Regions from separate parts of the Neogale vison genome. Here region 2 is linked to region 1. Evidence: chromatin contacts called from public Hi-C data. All regions are on one chromosome and are shown on one strand. Each heading gives the region's core, a stretch centred on a gene start, on an enhancer-like site or on the middle of the called end of the contact. The rest is flanking DNA. Distances are from core to core; before and after follow the strand shown.

Region 1 (3,065 bases), core at 110-2,609:
CCTCCCACCAGGCCAAGGTGTTTGCATTTTAGTCTCCTCCTTCCGCTCCCTTCCACTCCGGACCAGCAGAGGTACCTGGCACCTCGGCGCCCAGCGTCAGGGAGCAAGCCAGCAGGCAGCCCACACTTGCCCAGGCAGGAATGGTGTTTATGGAAAGCGGGAGAAGACAGGCCCATGGACGGCGTGCGTTAGTCAGTCCTCGTCCCTGCCAGGGGTAGAAGCCCAGTGCAAACAAGCTTCATTAAAGGGGGCTTTACTGGAAGGCTCCTGGGGCATCCGCACAGGTATCCCGGTTCTCGGTGAGAGAACTGGGCCTCGCCGCCATAAGGACCCCTCCCTCTGTCTCTCCTTACCTCCACATGGCTTTTATTCTCTCCAGTGGACATACGTTTCCTCAGCGTGACTGAAAACACAGCCTCTGGAACCCAGGCTCGCAGCCTCCGGATTAAGATGCTGCCACCCTTAGCTCTTCTCGGAAAACCATCCTCAAAAGGGCCTCTGATTGGCCCAAATTCAGTCATGTGCCCAGCCCTGAACCAATCACCATAGCCGGAGGGATGGACGCATGCTTACTCGGTAGCCAAGAGCGGGGAATGCTGGGATTGACAACCGCTAGGAACCCCAGGAGGGGGCACCCGGAGAGGTTTGCCCTAGAAAGAGGGGCACCTGTTAGGTTAAGGATGGTGAACAGCATAGGTTCTTTTTTTTTCTTTTTTTCTTTTTTTTTTACATTTTTATGTTTTATTTACTTATTTATTTGACAGAGAGAGATCACAAGCAGGCCTAGAGGCAGGCAGAGAGAGAGGAAGGGAAGCAGGCTCCCTGCTGAGCAAAGAGCCTGACTCGGGACTCAATCCCAGGACCCTGGGATCAGGACCAGAGCAGAAGGCAGAGGCTTTAACCCACTGAACCACCCAGATGCCCCGAACAGCATAAGTTCTTAACATTTTGACAAAGACTTTCTTGGAAACAGTGCCTTAACCAAAAGAAATGTTCCGAATGAGTTCAACCTCAAGCAGTGGGCCCAAAAAATTAGAGATTGGGGCAAGCAGAGTCTTGCCGAGGCTCTCAGACCACCCACCGAAGGAGACTTCCACACCGGTCCCTACACAACCTGAGCTAAACCCAGGCATTAGCTGGGAGCATGTGTGTTGCTTTTCCTTTTAAATTTAATTCAACTTGAAAGGGCTCTTCATCTTATCTTGTGCAAGTGAGCAAGGGAGAGTGTGTTGGTTCAGTGGTGCAATAAATAACCTCTCATTATGAGAAATGTGATGCCTCAGTCCACTAAGCCATTTGGTAACCATAATCTGACATTACAGAAGCTTTTCTTGAGACCAGAGATATCTGAGCCACTTCCCTTTTCAAACAACCGCAGCTAATGGCTTTGCGTGCTATTAGTGGAATGAGTCCAAGCTATCTTTGATTTGTGGCCACTTGATTGGGTCCTGAAAGCAGAGGCTCAGCTCTGTGAGGACGGATAATTGCCTGGGAACACTGCAGAAAGATACAATTCCTGTGGAGTCAGAGGGACCACAAATTTAGAGAAACTTAACTCCCCTGGAAAGATGAAAACATTTGTAAAGTTTTCTCACTCCCATGCTGGCCCCTTCCTCACTCTGATAGCTCACTTCAGCCCTCTCTGCCTCTCCAATTTTCCTGACTCGGGGAATGTTTTCTTAGAAAGGAGGGGTTCTTCTTGGATCCTACTACACCAAGCCAGAAGGCTTTAGAAAATGAGCCAGCTGTCCAGTCTGGCGAAGGGGATCAAACCTCCATATCCTTAGGCAAAATGTTAGCCCTCAGGGTGCACCTAAGCCTCTGCCTATGAATTTCAAACTGACTCCAGCTGCTACAGGGCAGTTAGAGTGGGAGGACAACAGTGTGTGTGGCCACAAAGTAGAGCTTCTCTTACTAATAGGAAGAGAGACGCCATTTTGCACAGCAAACTTGCATGACTCCCCACATGTGTCTGGGCTCACTTGCACACCCAATTTAGAAGCCTTGGTGCTCTGTGTTCTAGAAGAAAATAACAATAAAGCTCAACACTGTGCTAAGCATGCTCCCCAGGTTGAAAGAAGGACTACCAATGGGACAGCATTTGAGCTGGAAACCCAGCTTCATTTGCAGAACCAAAACAACCAAAGGTTATCTTGTGCTTAGAAGGGACTTTTTCTTTTGAATAAACTTTTGATTTTGGAATAATCTTAGATTTACAGAAAAGTTACAAATATAGCACAAGAAGTTGCCACATACCTTTCACCCACTTTCCAATAATATTAACATCTTCCATTATGCTTCATTTCTCAAAATTAAGAAACTAATGTACCATCAACTGAACTCCAGACATTATTCAGATTTTCACCAATTTTTCCACTAATATTTCAAGATATCACATTGCATTTAGTCATCATGTGTCCCTAGCCTGCCTGATCTGTGACAGTTTTTCGGTCTTCTTTTCCTTGTTTATTAAGACCTTGAAATTTTTGAGGAACACTGGCCAGATGTTTCATAGAATTCACTCCATTTGGGTCGTCTGATACTGTCTCATGAGTAGAGTAAGGTTATGGGTTTTGAGGAAGACTACTCAGACGTGAAATGTCCAGGAAACAGATTACTCAGAAGTTACAACCTGAGCTTCTGTCAAACCAAATCATAGTTTGTTCTATCTGTATTTTTAAGAGATTGTGTGCCAATTTGGTGCTGACTTTTTTCAATTCAGATTTCTAGCTGTTCTTAAAACCTAGAAAGAGCTGATGACTGGGGGCTCCCACGGCATTCAGTGGGCACTGAGAAGCCATGACCCCTCCCATGGCATGTGTCCTTTTTGGGCCCTACCTGTCCCATGGTCTCCCCAGCTCTATGGCCCACTATCTGCTGCTGTTGGTTATCAAATCCACAGTGTTGATCTTCTACACCAAAGAGGTGCTTTCTATATTTCTATCACAACAGAAGTGGACCCAGATGGCTCCACACTTCAAGAAAAAGAAAGCAAAAGCAAGAAATATGGAAAGGGGAATCTCAAGGAAACCGCATTTTTCTGATAATGGAAAAGAGCATGAATG
Region 2 (3,266 bases), core at 492-2,991, 150 kb before region 1:
CTCAGCAGCCACTGGCCCACGTGCACCAAGGCCAGCACCGAAAGGAGCAGCAGGAGCGTGGTCTGCTGGGACGACAGCGCGCTCGGCTGCAGGCGAGCGTCGGGGCCGAGGCTGGTGGCCATGTCGGAGAGAGATGGACGGAGGCGTGGCGCTCAGGTGTGCGGAGGAAGGAGCCGGCGCCCCGCGCCCCTACCCCTGGCGTCTGGCTACGCTGCGCTGTTGGGAAGGCGCGTAGGTCAGCTCAGGGCGCGCGCACTGGTCAAGCAGCAGAGGACGCTTCTTCCCGGCCCAAACCCCTTCCCCTAAGAAGAAGGGGAAAAGCGTGTCTCCACCTCTCTGTGCCCCGAACTCTCCGTCCCCACCTCAACCCTCAGCGGCCTAACGGTCCCAGCAACTCGGGGACAACCCGGAGGGCATCAAGACCGAGGCGCTCCGTTCCCTCTCGGTGCCTACCACCCCGGCCCGGCAAGGTCGCGGGATAGCAGCTCCGCGGAGAGACTGACCTGCGAGGTGGCGCGGTTTCCTGCGGGCGCGGGATGCACGGCTCCGAAACAGGGCTGGGGCCTTTGTGGAGGGCAGGAGGTCTCCAGGAAATCGGAGACCTAGCCGGGACACCTGCTGCTCTGGGAGCTTGAGCACCCACTCAGTAGCCTCTAGGCGTCGTCCGAGCCAGGGGCGCTGGGACTGGGATGCGGACCGAGAAGGGTCCCTTCTTTGCCGATCGCCGCTATACCTGGGGCCTCGGCAAAGCGGGGTTTTCTCACAGAGTGCGGACTGAGACTGGGGGGTCAACGAATGCAGGCAATTCCCAGCCCTCAGGACCCCCGCGTGTCTCCGACAGCTGGTGTTGCAAAGGCGTGGCCCGTTTGCGCACAGTCACTCCAGAGTTGAAACGCGCCATCCCGCGCGACTTTTAAGGTCTGCATTGGGCGGGTGGCCCCGCGGGGCGGGGCGGGGCTTGAGGGGGGCGGGGCGCCGGGGAGGGTCCAGCGGCTCAGACCCCTAACCCGCGTAGCTGTGCTCCCGCGGTCACGCAAGGCGGCCGCAATTCTCCCGACGGCCTTGGCACAGTGACTGTCGGCTTTGCCAGAGCTGCGGTGTGAGCTTCTAGTCTGCCGGAAAACCACTCTTAATCAGTCCCTCCCCAGCGAAGCCGCAGTTTCCCGGAAGCGCGCTGGGAACAGAACCTGCCCGTCCCGCGGGGCTCTGGATGGGAACGCGCCCCCTCGGCCGGAGCGCGTGACTCCTCTTCCCTCTCGGTGACTGAGCTCCGTTCCCCGAGACAAACCCGTTCGGGATCCTTGGGCGCCCGGGCCGGGGGAGGGAACCTGTCGGTTTAGGAACGCGGACTGCCCGGGTTATGGTGGCGGCTTGCCTTTACAGCATATCCCCAGTTGTTTTAGTTTATTTTAACTTTCTTGCAAACAAATAGGCCCCTCGGATGAGGCCCTTTGGCGGGCAAAGTTCTCCTTCCACCTTGTGCAGAGAGATCAAGAACCCCGAAAGACGCCGCTCCCAGACCCCAGCGGTGCTGGGCACACAAAGACCAGCGCTGGCCGCGCGCAGCTGGTCGAGAGGCTTCCCGCTTCGCAGTCCCCCAAGGTGGCGCCTCCCCCAGACCCGCGCACTGTCGCGCTGGCCGCGTCCGAGACCCTCGGCACAGAGCCCGGAGCCAAGCTGGGGCGAACGGGGGGCTAGGAGCAGAGGGAAGGCGCTCTGAGGATCCCGGAGGGAGGGCGAGGGGGAGGAGGAGCAGGAGGCCGTTCTCCTCGCGCCTACCAATTTCATCGGGTTGAAGTTTCCTCTGCTGTCCCTCCCCCTTGCGTGCAGAGCAGACCTTTGCGTGCGCGGCTTCTGGAAAGTCTTGGGCTCCGGTCATATCCTTGGGCGCTTCTCACGGCACCTGACACGCCGAGGCGGCGGGGGCGGCAGCCCAGGGCGGGGTACCCGCCGCCACCGCCCTCCGCGGCGCACGCACTGCCGCACCCCGGGGGCCAGCGGGGAGGACGCCCTGACCACCCTATCGGGAGGCGGATCTGGGCGCTGTGAACTCGAGATGGGGACGCTTCCTTCCAAGGGGAAGCAGGAGGTGCTCCGTCCCCGGTAGCTTCCCCCGCTGGCTGCGCCCTCCCTTTACCAGCTGGTACAAAGCATTTTCAAGCCCCGGGGGAGAAAAGGGCTTCTCCGCAAGGTTGGGGAAAGGGCGAGCCCGGGGAAGGGTGAGATGTCTGGTAGTTGACCAGGGTGGAATTGTACCTCCGGGCCTCTGGGATCCTCAAGTGTCATAAAAGTTGGGGGTTTACCACGTGACAACTCTGCGCTTTGAGTATTATCCACGCTGGAAATCTCTATTGTTCTATTGCTTCTCAGTTTGCAGAGGTGGAAACTGGTGTTCGGAGAGGTTATGTGACTTAACCAAGATCACTCGCACTGCAATAATACAATTACAGACATAATCTTGGGGCGCCTGGCGGGCTCAGTCTGTTAAGCGTCAGACTCTTGATTTCGGCTGAGGTCATGATCTCGGGGTTGTAAGATTGAGCCCCGCGTGTCGCCTCCCCCCTGGGTGTGGAGACTGCCTAAAATTCTCTCTCTCTCCCTGTTCCCCTCCACCCCTTTTAAGTAACCCAAGTAACCCTTTTAAGTAAAAATTAAATCAACAACAACAACACTGTAATCTTAAATGATTCTTTTCAAGGAAGTGATTAAAATGCTTGATGGTTTTCTCCCCTTCCCACCTCTTAACCACCTCTCAAGAGGTGAAGCCAGAATTCGAACCCCCCTCAGTCTCATTCCAGATCCATCAGACAAGTTTATGTGGAAGGAAATCCTCAGGTGAGAAAAGCACAAATGCCATCTTTCCTGCCTGCTAAAATCATCATCATCATCATCATCATCATCAGCTGGAAGAATTTCTTTGAATACTTGTTTTTGTTTATGGAAGTGAGGACTGTGAGGTTCACAAAGAAGAAATAGTGTGGTTCCCTTTTGCAGTAAAACTGGGTGAGGGAGGCCTATGGACTATGCCTCATAGCTGACCTGGAACTAAGTGGTTAAAGCCCAAAGAGATGTCTGAAAATCACACTTTGTGAGAGACCAACAATAAAATATCTGACCTGATAAGAAAATGCTTTTTGTAAAAGTCTCCATTCAGGGGGCGCCTGGGTGGCTCAGTGGTTTAAGCCTCTGCCTTGGGCTCGGGTCATGATCTCAGGGTCCTGGGATCGAGTCCCGCATCGGGCTCTCTGCTCTGCAGGGAGCCTGCT

The links. Hi-C and Micro-C count contacts between places; a contact is called where the count stands out from the background.
Region 2: a Hi-C map of fibroblasts shows a contact between it and region 1, with 2.9 times the contacts expected there. The contact joins the promoter of LOC122915146 here to the enhancer-like site in region 1. A contact is called at or near these places in 2 of 3 Hi-C or Micro-C datasets (fibroblasts and muscle).

The regions. Positions count from the first base shown.
Region 1 is chr8:113,492,460-113,495,524 of ASM_NN_V1, reverse strand. No RefSeq gene overlaps it. Among named protein-coding and RNA genes, the nearest start is that of ATL2, 75 kb to the right of the region's middle. Within about 2 kb of position 1,359, the one cell type or tissue checked has open chromatin away from gene starts, as enhancers often do. A contact at or near this core is called in fibroblasts, where this site is marked.
Region 2 is chr8:113,645,036-113,648,301 of ASM_NN_V1, reverse strand. LOC122915146 (cytochrome P450 1B1) reads right to left here and starts at 1,741. Exons shown (of 3, transcript XM_044261726.1): 1 at 504-1,741; 2 at 1-216. The coding sequence starts at 122.